Regions from separate parts of the Gossypium raimondii genome. Here region 2 is linked to region 1. Evidence: chromatin contacts called from public Hi-C data. All regions are on one chromosome and are shown on one strand. The core of a region is the stretch at or near the end of the contact, and the rest is flanking DNA. Distances in the headings are between cores, read along the strand shown. Region 1 holds the start of LOC128040635 (mini zinc finger protein 2-like). Region 2 holds the start of LOC128040584 (pentatricopeptide repeat-containing protein At2g36730).

Region 1 (7,407 bases), core at 3,240-5,739:
GTTTTATAATATTTTTCTTTGTGGACTCTTAGTCCGTTCTTGCAGGTGTTCATGGAGAGTACGGCGCGCGTGGAGAGGGTTGGCTCCGAATCTTGCGGCGGCTGGAGACTGCTGGAGGCACATGCAGCTAGGGTTGCTACTGCTTCTGAATATTTGCTTTAGACTATGCTGAAATCGGGCTAGGGTAAAACCTAGGTTTTGGGCCAGTTAATGATATTTGGCTTGTAAAAATGGGCTCTTTATTTGGGTTTTTACTCTCTGTTTTGGTTCATTATTTTTTACACGTGGGCCCAGGCCGATTGGGCCTTATTACACTTGCTAATACTTTGAATGAATGCAAACCCATTTATGATATCAAAACTGTTTATAGTAGCATTTCTTAGAGGCTAGTTTGGAATGGATCAAAGAAATTGACTTCTCAATTTTAGTGAGATTAGATTGAATCGAATAAACTTGAAAGCATATGTTGAAGATTTAAGGCTTTCCCTAAGCTAATTGAAGATATTCAATATGCTTATTATATTGGTGATTTTATGAGAAAATTGCTTATAATAGATATACTATATTAGCAAGTTTGATTTCTTATAAATTGAGGAGACTTGTATAAGCGAGAGATTGATTGGAGATCACTTATTCATTTAGATTTAGGTGCAAAAGTGAGGCGTCTAATCTCATAAGTGTTAAAAATTGTAATCATTTGTTGTACGAGTTACTAATATAGTGAATTATCTTTCTAGACAAGCCTTTGCAAGCATAGGGAAATCAAACTATATAAATATATCGAGTGTTCATTGCTTTTTTTTTTTTTTTGGGGGTTCATCATCAGTGTTTGAAGCTGCTATCACTACCCGTAAACACTGCTTCTGATACTACTTGTATTTGCCTACCAAAACTTGCCTCTTGACACATCTACTAATTTCCTAGTGTTGATATTTGAAGCCGGGCAAAAAAGTTTTTAAAATATGGACTCCAAAATCAAATTGTAGTCTCAGACTTTAACCAAAATTTAGACAAAAAAAAATGCATTTACAATCAAACCCCCAACATTGGGTCCTAGTGGGCTTCAAAAATAGGTATAAGAACAATTTACAAAAGGCCTTAAACTGGAGCTAAAATGAGCCAAAACATGGGCTCTGAAATTGGACCAATATTGATTCAAGATTGGGTTGAGCACACAATTCACTAGAAATAATTGAGCTCAAAGGGGTGTAAAGACGATTGGATTTTCAGAAATAAATTTCCAAATTTAAAAGGGCTCAAAAGTACTCCTTTTCATGCATGGGTTAAGGACCAAATCCAAAAAGTTAGGCTCACTTGGGACCCAGAATTAGGTCTTCCAACTATTTCACCCAAATAAAAAATGTGTTGGCCTAATTCAACTTCCCTTCATATTTTACCCTTACATTTTGGTATAACAATTCTGGTCCCCAACATTTATAACCAAACCTTTACATTTTAATTTTTACCCACGAGACCCTATTTCATGAACTCAAAGTTCAATCAATCTTTAAATAGAACAGCCCAGTACATACAACTTATTCTTTGTTGTGCATTTTCTATACCTAATTATCTTCGACCCCTTTTTTCTATTTTAAAAACAAGACTTTTATCAGATGATTTCTTGATTTGATCCATGAACGCTTCTACTGATATGATTTTTTGTGTTAATGAAAATATGAATGAGCATGCAAATGATATTTGTAAACACAACTGACAATCTATGAGATGATTTTCCTGAATTAATAATATATCAAAGCTTGCTATTTTGTGGTCCAAATTGGAAAAGGGTTCTTAATTATTCGCAGTGTTTGAGATGCTTTTTTGCATAGAAGACAAGCAATGCAATAGGATAAAAATATAGTTTCAAAGAGGGTAAGAGTCTTTTTTTGTCAATTTGCATCAATCAACACAACTTTTCTATTTCTATATTAAGTTTTCCACTTTAATCTCTATTATTGGGTTATCTTCACCAAAATCGCTTGTCTTTGGTGAATCCCTAATGTTATGTAGATTCATTTTATTCTTTTAACTTTTTTTTTTCATTTTAAAATATTCATGTTTTAGTTTTAGAACTTGTTGTCAGTATTTAGCCTTAATAGGCCTACAAAATACAAAAGATTAGTTATTGATTCGTTCTAGTAGATACCTTAAGAATTGAACTAAAACCGACCTGCCAGGGTACCAAAATCTGATTAACTATATTTTATTTAAAATTGCAAATGAGATTATGAAATAAAATTGGAAGCCTAAGATGCTTTGTTGAAGACCTAAAAAGCCAAAATGAAACTATAGGCTTTATTAATTACTGTGGACATCTTTAGTTGGGTTGGGTTGGTGAGTGGCAGAGAGGGTCTCATCTTTTCAACATTTTAAAACATAATCATATACTTAAGTCTTTATCAATCCTCAAATCCATCCTTAATAAGTAAGTGCCTTTCTCCCCTTTTTATATTTTCTACTTTAATTGTGTTTTGTTAATTTCATAATTCCATATCCATACACTTAACCTAAATAAAATACCCTAACTAGTAGGACCAATGCATCTCTATTTCAGTAATTGCCAAACATTTTCCCCACACCTAATATGCAATTTTTTTTTTATATTACCAAAAGTCTGATCAACGTTTTTATTACAAAAAAAAAGAAGAAGAAAATTTTGATTTATGTCCTTACCTCTTATAATTATTTTTAAATAAAATATTGGTCATACCCACCTGGTGGATGGTGGTAATCAAAATTGGCAAAATTTGGCATGTTATTGCAACATCGCATAGTCTCCCATCGCTGTCCATACCGACATGACCTAACTATATGTCCATTGATGGGCAGATTTGCTATATTTCAATCACCAAACCAAGTAATTTTAAAAAGGATTTAATTTCCTTTCTTTTGGGTCTCAATACTTATTACTTGAATTGGGCCCAAGAAAAACACAAAAATAAAGCTACTAAACTTTTGTGTTCCCAAATATTCTCAGTAATAACACATAAGAGGGCCCATACATTTGAGTAAATATGGATACTTATGCTTTGCTTTTTAATCCCCATCTTTGCCAATCAAACAAGATCGAAGAGTGAAAACATCAAATATAACATCAATAAATATATTTTTAAAAATTAAAGTGAACATATTGAAAACTATATTCTCTTAGATTTTTTTTTATTATATATATGAAACAAATGAAAAGACAAACACACTATAATATAGTATTATAATATGTAGCTTGATTTTTTTAGGGTAAAGTGGGTGAGTTGGGGTTTTGTTTTTGAAACTTTTAACGATACTTAGTTTTATTTTATGACTTTTGGATATCATTTCGTAAGATTTTAATGTCGTATTGAAGTGAATGAAAAAGCATATTATTTTTGAAAATAATTTTAGATAATATTTTAAATTAATTGTGGAAACAAAAGCATCCAAATATTATGGGTAGAGATAAGTGACTGAGTTTTAACCATACAGCTTTTTAACCCAACTAGATGTGACCTCATGTATAAAGTAATTAAGGGTGGGTTTTCAAATTTATGAGATTAGATGTAGGTAAAAGACAGGAGAAAATTTTATAAAAAGAAGTAAAGGAGCTGTGTTTTAATTGATTTTATCTATAAGAAGAAAATTATATATAGATTGAGCAACCTCTTTGTCTCACCATTTTCCTAGTAGAAACCGAACAAGATACAAAAAATATCTTGATGCAGCAGCTTCATCTAAATTAAACAAACAATAAGTAATTCATTTCGATAAATAACATTAAACCACGTGGAAATGTTAGCATCAAATCCATGTCTTCTTCACAAATAACTTGTGTAAAGAAAAGAGGCATTGGCCATTACCAAATCCATCACGTGATGGTAAAAACAAAATTACGCAAACAAACGAGTAATGGGGGAAAGAGAAAGAGCACATGAAATCTTACTATTCAAGTCTTAAATTCGCACGCACATGTTGAATTAGAGTCATGAATGAAAAAGGTTAATGTATTTTCATACATACATCATGCAGGGCAATGGAGGTCAGATAACGTATATGCTGAAAACCTGTTACATGCAGTGTTTTCCCCCTACAGAATGACTCCGGTTTAGAGGTGACGGAAGAGACAATTGTTGCTGGCATCGTATCAAAGCACTGAGACAATGACTTTTAACATCAGTTTAGGGGCCACACAGTGTAAATTAGGCTTTGATCTATAGATATAAATTTTAAAGGCTATTCATTCCATTTTAAACCAATCATTGTTTTGAATTAAAGAAAAAGGTTTTATCATCATTTTAGGGTTTTCCAAATTAGCTTAATGGTAATATAGTTTTTATTCTATAATTAATCATAATAAACAACTATAATGAGTTGTTAAGGAAGTTGGACAATCTTATCACAACGACCATTCTAGGGTTCACTAGTGAGAAAAAGAAATAAAGAAAAGCAATACAATAATGATAATGATAATAAATGGTGTTTTGGGGTCTTATTTTATAATCAAAATTTAAAAACAATAATAGAGTAAAGGGATGTTATAAGCTAAGTTTATTAGCGATATATATACAAATTAAATATTATGTTCTAATAAGGAAGGTGTTCATGCTATAAATATATACACTAGGGTTAGGGTTTTGCCACAACATTAGCAGACTATAGCTCTGCCTCTTTTTGTTTATATGTTAGTACTCGTAATTTTCTCTTTATCTTTTTTTGATTTAATTCCACTTTCTTGGTCCCTTGGTAATTGATCATATTTGATAATTGTGGTTTCAGTTCTTCTCAGGGGATATAGCGACGCCAAAACGATGAAGCGAGTAGTACTGAAAAGGGTGGATCCACCAAGGCCCGTTACGACTGTGAGATATGTAGAGTGCCAAAAGAATCATGCGGCGGCTGCCGGAGGCCATATTGTCGATGGGTGCAGGGAGTTCATCCCCAGTGGAGCTGAAGGAACCGGTGCAGCCTTTACTTGTGCTGCTTGTGGTTGCCATAGGAATTTCCATAGAAGGGTTGAAAGTTAAGCTTGTTGGCCACTGTTCTTCGCCTCCATCTTCTAATGGAGCATAAAAATAATATATTTATATTTCAAACCTCTTTCGTTACCTATATTTTGTGTTATATATGTTTCTTGGAGGAAGGGTTTTTTTTCTTTTTTGATCTTAGCTTCTTTATCTATCTCATAAAGAGGTCAAAAATTAAAGAAATTGTGCTATGTTCTTGATGAAGGGGGGATTTTTCTTTTGAGTTGCTACATTAGAATTTGATTGATGGGTGACCTAGCTTTGGGGAATTTCATGATATATTGAACTATATATGAAATCATGATAATATGGTTTCTGGTATAACAGATGAAGTAGCCTAAACTCTAGGTGCAAATCATGATACTTAAAGTGTTACTAAAGCTTACTTGATAGCTCTGAAGAACAATCAGCTAATTAAGTATAAGCTGATGATTTTCGCTAACTAGACTAGGAGAATATATTTCTATCAACTTTAGAGCATCTTCTTTTCTTTTCTTTTTTAATTTTTAGTTGTCTCTGCATACGAAATTTGCTATAATTGCGAGGTTACATGCTGCGTTATTTGGTTTGATGCATATGGTAATCTTGAAGCAAGGGGAATATTGTTGTTCCACTTAAGCATGGCTTCGTACTAATTTGATTATGTTATTATTGTTAGTGCGAAATATCATATAATTTAATCTGTTTGAGATAGTATAAAAAATGTGTTAAAAATAAATAAAGGTATTAAAATAGGTAAAATGTAGATTGTACCATCTCTTCTTTATATCAACATCGTACTATCTCTTTAACATGAGTTATGAATGAAACTATTGCTTAATTTGTTTGTTTATGAGCAGTAAATTTCCTTTCAAACTTGTGCATTTGCAAGTATTTTCACTTAATTGAACTATGAAAATAAAATGAGTGGAACATTAGGGTTAAAGTAAGTTTTCGATATTTTTCAACCCTAATCAGACATCATGTAGATGATAATTATTGATGGTGAGTGGCAGTAAAAGTATTTTAATTTCGCCAAACCATGAGCAACATTATCTTGTGGTTGTGAGGGCAAAAATCCATGGAATAATTCCTAAATGTGGAAGTCTAATGTGTATGGTAATTAAGAATACTTTGTATTTAAGTTCAAAGGCCCACATATCTAATCACTAGTGGAATATTTCTTAATATGGTCTAATGTGGTGGTTGTTAGTGATGGGAAATTTTCTTAGTGATATGTACTTCAAAGGCAATTATAAAAAAGCTTAAACCATTCATTTGTGTTTTCTTGTAAATATACCACCACAACATGAGAGAAAATAAAAAAGGTCTCACTCAAATAATGATGCTTCGGAAGGATTAGGGAAGTCTCACTTTGAGTTACTCAAAGTTCAAATTTTATTATTTGTATTTTTTTTATTAATGAGATCAAAAGCCATGTGAGAAAAAAGCTCTCAACATTATTAATCTAAAAGCTATACACACACCCCCAAATAAAAACAGTTGAGAACAACAATGCTAATCACCACAGATATCATCAAAACGTAATACAGAGTACAATAACAATGAAGAAGAATTACTCTCCCCTCCATGCCTCGCGACAATAAACCAAACTCTATTCAACATTCAACACCAGACAAAAATAGAGAGAAAATATCTAGTTCATCACCATAGCAAACAAGAAGTCTTGCCCAAAATCAAGATCCCATCGCTTCATAATTCAAACTATCATATCCAATCATCAAAAGCACCCATCCTAAAAAAACGCGTTCACGAATAATATCCATCATGCAAACAACATATCGGATCTCTTGGTTCTATCGTTTGCTAATAAAAACCATGTAAGTTGTAGTTTCTTTTTTGTATTGTATTCATTGAGTCTATAGCTATACGAATTATTTGTAATTGCAAATTTTACTCGTATGCTTCACCTCGTCAACTTTTGAATTTGATAAAGACGTCAGTGCTTCATGAAAGGGTTAAGAAGGATAATTTTCGTTTTATTAATGATAAGGTAAGGCGCAAGCTTAGTGGTTGGAATGCTAATCTACTGTCCTTTGCGGGTAGAGTAACCTTAGCAAATGCAGTTCTGTAAGCTATGCCATGCAGACAAATCTCTTTCCAGCTAGCATTTGCATGGTATTGAAAAGCTGATTTGAGATTTCATATGGGGCGGTAGTGGAACAAGGAAGCGAGTTTCTTTGGTATAGTGGGAGTCACTTTGCCAACCGAAAAGGAATGGAGGCTTGGGATTGCGAAAGATTACAAGTCAAAACAGATCTTTCCTTGTTAAACTTGGGCTCAACTATTGATAAATCCCAACACTTTTTAGGGTACAACTGCTTTGCAATAACTATCATGGTAGAGAAGAGACGGTATGAAACTGTAATTTCATGTCATCCTTATTTTTTTGTATGAAACTGTGATTCAA
Region 2 (7,407 bases), core at 3,494-5,993, 200 kb after region 1:
TAGCTTCTTCCAGCTCATCATTCCCTTTGACAGCCAAAAACATAGATCATTCCAGACAATTCATTACCACATGTGGTCCTTGACAAATGAAGCATTTTATCTCGCTCCCCTTCTCATTCGAGTTGTTGGGTCTCCACTTCCTATTTCGTGGTTTCCCATTTTGTTATCGTTGTCATCATCGCTATGTCCCTCTTTATTTTGCTCTTGGTTTCCTCCATCATTGCCTTTCCAATTGAGATTGGAAGACTCGAACTTGTCTTTCCTCGAAATAAGCTCAATCAAGGACTCCTCTACAATCATGGCTTTTGACAATTCTTGGGCCCCTTAACGTTTCAATTACTACTTAACCCATAGTTTTAACCCATCCATAAAATAGAAGAAGGCCTCATCCTCACTTAGATTGGTGATTTGAAACATCAGCTCATTAAACTCTTTCACATACTATTTGATTGTGTCTCGTTGTGAGAATTGACGTAACTTAGACCAAGCCTCATTCTCGACATATTGAGGGTAAAATTGTTCCTTGAACTCATTTTGGAACTCCTCCCAAGTTCCAATCGCAACCTGACCACGCTTTGCACCTGTGGACCTGTGGACCTACTTTTTCACTATAAAGAGCAAAGTCAGTAAAATATCAAGCAACAGTATTTACCTTAGCATCAACATCCTTGATGCCCACGGCACGAAAGTACCGTTCCATCTCCCACAAGAAGTTGTCTACTACACTTGTGGACCTTGTCCCCTTGAACTTCTTCGATTTGGGGACATCCATCTCATAGTTGAGTGTCACACCTAACATTCCTTTGCCCACAGAAGCTTAGCACAAAGCAAGCTCTCCCACAAGCTCCTCAATTTTTGTACTTAAAGCTCTCATCATGGCCATTGTTTCCTACTTTAAAGCCACTGTCATAGCCTCGAGAATATCGTCTCTCTCTATCAACTTACCCACAGTGGAATTAAGCATCTCTTGTATCTCCTCCACATTAGAACCAAAAGACTCCAACATCACTTTCTTGAGTTGTTCTTCCTTCGAGTCCAACTCCGCAGTGCGTCTCTCAACTTCCTCGAGTGTCTCCTTCATGTCCCCTATGGACTCCTCGAGGTTGACCACTCGTTCCTCCAAAGCCAACAGCATGTCCCTCGAACGACTTACTTTTTTGGCCCTCCCATAGGTCTCTATTGGCTCATTCTAATCAGCAACTTCTTTCGACATCTCAAACGATGCCTTTGCTACCTTAGCTCGAATACCAACTATTATGAGGCTAGACTTTCAGTCTCACAATCCGTGCAGCTTTAGGCAATTCCTTCGACTCAAATATATCTAAGTCAGCCTAACTTCCACAAAGCGAGGATTCTCGCAGAATTCCTTGAATGCACCAATTTATATAACGAAAGCAACTTAAGCCAAAAGAGTGCTCAAAAGAAGAGTATAATCACAAAAAAAAAACACGAAAGGTGTTTGACTAAATGCTCTCAGTATATTCTCTCTCAAAAAACACACAAAACAATGGATACAATGGGTGATTTACAATTGAGGGGAGGCTCTTTATCTATAGTTGAGCTCCCCTAAAACCTACGGACAAGATCGAGTTACATCGACAGACAAGATTGAAGCATATCTACAATAAAGGGATTTACATAATCTCCTAGATTACAAAATCAAATATTATTAGATTACATATCTTCTAATATTACTTTCACCATTTACCAAGGTAGCCCAATTTTCCATATTTGCCTCACTAAGCCATCAAGGCCTTAAGTAGATAAGCTTCATTGCTTGTTCTTTGAATTGGACCAGCTTTCGTGGGTCAAATTAGCCCCATTTAATATGTAGACCTCCATGGAACATCTTTTGAGTGACAGTGACGGGCTTTAAACTGCAGCCCGTGACATTATTATTTTCTTTTTTTTATTTCATGGTATTATATATTTATAGAAATTAAAACATTAACAAGTACTAAACGACGTCACTGAGTGAAAATAATTTGTAAAATTATTTTAACAAATGATTATTGGTGGAATGGTAAGAGATTTTTTTATTTGAATTTGTTGGTTTGTGTTTAATTCCCAAATAATGTTTTTCATTTATTTTATTTGAAATATTATATAAAAATGTTAAAAGACAAAAAATCTTTATAATAATATCGATTACCTTTTAAAGTAAGGGTATTTTGATATGATTTCAAAATTAAATTAGTGTAAAGTTGACTCGTGTTTTGGGTGTTTGCCGAAGCGTTTCTGACCAGCTCTTGGTGCTTGTCAATATTTCTTTTCTTTTGCTGCGTTGTGGAGCTGGGCTGCACTGGGTTTTCTTTAGGGTTTTTTTTCTTTTGTTTGCTTCCTACGTTCTGTTTGTTTTCGTTTTCTATTTGGTTTGATTTGTTCTATTTGGGCTTGGAATGCTTGGTTGAGTGTTGGTTTGGGTCCATTCTGATGTTGCTTTTGGTTTTTTAGACTTCTTAATGAAAGCTGGACTTTTTCTCAATATATATATATAGTATTAATTATAATCAAGACTTATTTGGAACAGTGAATTTTTTTTTTTATTTGACACCTATATGGTACGGATTTAAACCTTGCATCCCTCTTTTCCCTCCCTGATATTGTAACCAAAAAAAAAGTAAATATTATAAATTTTGACATATATATATAAGATTATTTATTCAATGCTAATGGAATAAAAAATTCACAAAATTCCTCACTCATAATATGTTAAAAGAATAAAATATTATTCTTAAACATTAAAATGAAAAAATTAAATTTTAGTCGAGTTGAATAGCCTTGAGTAAGGCTCAAATTTCTTACAACTTGAGCTATACTTAACCTAACTACATGTATATGTTCGACACAAGTAAAATCTTCTTTTTGGTAGAAAAATATAGTTTAAAACGAAAAATTTAAAAAGTTAAATTAGTAACTCAAAGCAAAAATATAATCTGCATCAATTAAAATAGGTGTTTTCATGTATTTGGAATATTGTATTGTTAAATTCATGTTCAAATATAATTTTTTAATAGGTGCTTTCACATATTTGGAAAATTGTATGTTTGAATATATATCGGGAGTGATATATAATCACATTTTAAGGATTTTAAGAAAAAAAAATAGGAATAACTGAACCTACCTACTTCCAGACGCATTGAAAGCAAGAAAAAATTGGGGCAAAGAAATACAGTACAAAATTGCATGTTGTACAATGAATATTTTCTATGTTCTTGAGCGAAAAAAGCTAACATACCAAGTAATTCAACTACGAAAGGCTAATCATTTTCATGTGTAAGATCAGAGTATGTAGCAATGGATATATATCATTGCAATGAAATTGAGAATCATACCCTGAAAAAAACCGATAAATCGAACCATTCAACTCGAGACAGCTCTCGCCAGCCATCTTTTTCAACCCTCCATCTCTCATAAACCTTCGGACATTTGCTGCTCGATCCCACATTCCGGATTCTGCATACATGTTAGCCACCATTACCAGATTCCCACTCCTCCTTGGCTCCAACTCCAGCAACCTTTTTCTCACCTCATCACCAACTTCGTCACTGCCATTAACATTATGAACGCTGCATGCACTTAGCAATGTCCTCCATAAAACCGGGTCTGGCTCGATAGGCATGTTGTTTGTGAAAGTGTAAGCTTCTTTCAAATGACCAGCACGACCCAAGATGTCAACCATGGCACCGTAATGAACCATCATAGGTTTGATCCCGTGAACATACTCCATTTCGTGAAAATATCGGAACCCGTCATCGACCAACCCGACATGGCTACAAGCACAAAGGACTCCAAGGAAAGTGACATAATTCGGTCTTATACAAGAACTTTTCTTCATCTCCTTAAAAAGTTGAAGGGCTTCCTTAGCGTAACCATGTTGAGCAAATCCCAATATCATTGCACTCCAAGTCCACACATTTTTCTCCTTCATTCTCTCGAAAACTCGGCTAGCATATAGAACATCTCCACTCTTTGCATACATATCAACAAGTGCAGTCCCCAACTGAAAATTCAAAACCAAACCTCTTTGAATAACTTGCATATGAAACAACCTCCCAAAGCTTAAGAACCCTAGCTCTGCACATGTTGAAAGCATGATCACCATCGTGGTTTCATCGGTATCAAAGCCACAATCCCTCATCTTAACAAAATACCCAAGCGCATCCTCAATGCAGAAATTCTCAACGCAAGTGGTTATCACCACATTCCACGAAACCACGGTTCTTTCACACATTTCATCGAACACTTTCTTTGCATCCATTATCTTCTTACAACACCCATAAAAGTGCACCAAATTGTTATCAACATAAACATCATCATCTAAACCATGCTTTACAATCTCCCCATGAACCTGTCTCCCTTCCTCTAGCGCTTCAGCCTCCGAGCACGCTTTTAAAACAAACGGGTAGGTAAGCTTATTGCGTTTAAGTCCTCGTTTGCGCATTTCTTTAAGTACCCAGATTGCGTTTTGGGGAGAATTACTGGAAGAGTAGCCTCGGATTAGCATATTCCATGTAGACGGAGTTGAATTGAGTGAGTTCATGAGAAGAGAATGCGCGTAGCTGAGGTTTTTGAATGGAGATAGTGAAGAGAATCTAACGAGTTCAGTGAGAAGGAAAGAATCTTGGTGGAGATTAGAGATGACAATTTGCGCTTGGATTTGAGAAACATGTTTGATCGAAGAACAGAGCGTTAAGAAAACCAGACACTGATGCTTCTTCGAAATGAAATTCCTATTAGACATTATGGACGGCAATGCTATTACTGCTCTGAGAATGAAATAATATATATTTTATAGAATAACGTGTAAATTTACATGTATATAGCGACTCAAGCGTTGATCATCTCACGAACAGGAGTTCTATCTACTTTTATTACAGATTCATCAACAAATTCTGACAGGATTGCTCTGAACTCATCTCCTGTAAGAGTTTCTTTCTCTAACAAAACTTCTACTAGCTTGTCAATGGCTTCACGGTTATTCCTTATATGGTTCTTTGCAATCTCGTATGCAGTTTCCGTTATTTTCTTAACCGATGAATCAATGTCTTCAGCGAGTTTCTCAGACATGGAATTCCTCGCGAGCATCCTTAACACAACGTCACTGCTTTGTACTGCAGGATCAGTTAACGCCCATGGTCCAATTTCTGACATCCCAAACTTTGTCACCATCTGTTGGAAAGTGAAACAAAAAACTTGTTAGCCACATTTGCGGTTCGACCCGACTCGACTTTAGAATAAGCAAGGATCCAAACCTGTCTGGCTATTTGAGTTACTTGTTGCAGGTCCCCTGCTGCACCAGTAGTAATCTCTGGCTCACCAAAGATTACCTCTTCGGCCGCTCGACCGCCGAGCCCTCCAACAACTCTAGCAAAGAGTTGTTGTTTTGAAATGAGATCTGAATCTTCAATTGGTATGAACCATGTTAGACCCCGAGCTTGCCCTCTAGGGATCAAAGTCACTTTTTGAACTGGATCATGGCCTGGTGTCAATGTCCTGTAAGTACAAAATGCTTATCAGAACCGCTATCAATCTCGAATTCCAGAGAGTATTGGAATATGTTTGCAACATTTTACTTACGCGCATACAGCATGGCCAACTTCATGGTACGCCACGAGAATCTTGCTCTTTCCATCTGTCATCTTTGTTCCTTCCATTCCGGCAACGATTCGATCGATCGAATCGTCGATCTCTTTCATCGTGATCTTGTCTTTGCTTCTTCTACCAGCAAGAATGGCAGCTTCATTCATGAGATTTGCCAAATCAGCACCACTGAATCCCGGTGTTCTCATGGCGATTACACTGAGTGAAACATCCTTATCTAGCCTCTTGTTGTCGCTGTGTACCTTCAATATTTCTTCCCTTCCTCTTATATCTGGTAATCCAACAGTTACCTGCACAAATTTTGGTAGAAATTGTATAACTCTCCATCGAGAATAAATAGGGATTAGAGTGTGCACAATCCGACAATGCTTACCTGTCTATCAAATCTTCCAGGCCTAAGCAACGCAGAATCCAGAATTTCAGGCCTATTAGTAGCAGCAATGACAATAACTCCAGTATTACCAGTAAAACCATCCATTTCAGTCAACAGCTGATTCAAAGTTTGCTCCCTTTCATCATTCCCTCCACCAATCCCAGTTCCTCTCTGTCTTCCAACAGCATCAATCTCATCGATGAACACCAAACATGGGGAGTTAGCCTTTGCCTTGTTAAACAGGTCCCTAACTCTGGAAGCTCCAACGCCTACAAACATCTCGATGAACTCTGAACCAGAAAGGGAAAAGAAAGGAACCCCTGCTTCCCCTGCAATGGCCTTGGCCAGCAATGTCTTACCAGTCCCTGGAGGTCCAATTAGAAGCACTCCTTTGGGAATTGTGGCACCAATTGCTGCAAATTTTTCTGGGGTTTTTAAGAACTCCACTACCTCTTGAAAATCTTTCTTGGCTTCATCAATACCAGCTACATCGTTAAATGTGACTCCTGTATTGGGTTCCATCTGAAATTTGGCTTTGCTCCTGCGTTGTACAAAGCAACAAGTACATACTCATGTTATCAGGTTGAAGTAACTAAAACAATGTTTTTATAGTAAACATTTAAGGATGTAAGTAACCTTCCAAGTCCGAAAGGCAAGTTGGGACCTCCTCCAGGATTATTAACAGATGAGCTACTTAGCAACAAAGTGCCAAGAAATACCAAGGGAAAAGCCAAATTCCCCAACAAACCGAATAAAGCAGCCGACCAGTTCATCTGCATAGGATGAGCGGCGAAGTCCACGTTTTTCTCCTTCATTTTCCTCACCAGTTCTTGGGGCAATCCCGGCAACTGAACTTTTACCCTCTGAATTTTCTCCAATGCAGGGTTATATATCTCAGCAATGGCCACTGTCCCATTCTCAAACAAGTCCACCGTTTTCACCCCACCTTCATCCAAGTACTGGAGAAACCTCGAATACGATAGTCTACTTGATGAGCTCTCCATTGGGGTCTCTGGTTCAGCTTTTACCGGCTCACCAACTAAGACACCTCTTCCAATAAGACCCGAAGCCATTGAACTCAACAACAGGTTTCTTTTGCTAAATTTGATGTCAGAGGAGGCTTTAGAAGATGGGTTGTCTTTGTTAGTTGGTTTGGGGAGATGAGAGAAATCATGAGCTTTGCAGCCGGGAAGATGGGAGACAGAAAGGGAGACTGTCACTGCCATGGTCCTTTGGCTTTAGCTGTTAAATAGTTAGACAAACTAAGATATGTTTGCAGCTGTTTTTGGAACAAATTGTGCAGTGGCTGACTTGATGGGTTATGTTTTAAGGTTGCAGTGAGTTGGATTAAATAGTGGGACGAAAGGAGGATAGTTCTAGCGATTTAATTTTGGTTTCTCAAATTTTCCATTTCTCGAACTCTCTGGAAA

Evidence for each region. Hi-C and Micro-C count contacts between places; a contact is called where the count stands out from the background.
Region 2: a Hi-C map of leaf shows a contact between it and region 1, with 1.9 times the contacts expected there. The contact joins the promoter of LOC128040584 here to the promoter of LOC128040635 in region 1. A contact is called at or near these places in 2 of 2 Hi-C or Micro-C datasets (both in leaf).

Annotation. Positions count from the first base shown.
Region 1 is chr4:43,372,850-43,380,256 of ASM2569854v1, forward strand. It overlaps LOC128040635 (mini zinc finger protein 2-like), which reads left to right and starts at 4,490. Exons shown (of 2, transcript XM_052629897.1): 1 at 4,490-4,654; 2 at 4,750-5,201. The coding sequence starts at 4,782. The coding sequence ends at 4,997.
Region 2 is chr4:43,577,224-43,584,630 of ASM2569854v1, forward strand. It overlaps LOC128040584 (pentatricopeptide repeat-containing protein At2g36730), which reads right to left and starts at 4,744. Exons shown (of 1, transcript XM_052629670.1): 1 at 3,068-4,744. The coding sequence starts at 4,744. The coding sequence ends at 3,251. LOC105780066 (ATP-dependent zinc metalloprotease FTSH 6, chloroplastic) reads right to left here. Exons shown (of 5, transcript XM_012604173.2): 1 at 6,614-7,407; 2 at 5,978-6,518; 3 at 5,581-5,894; 4 at 5,256-5,496; 5 at 4,777-5,172. The coding sequence starts at 7,203. The coding sequence ends at 4,831.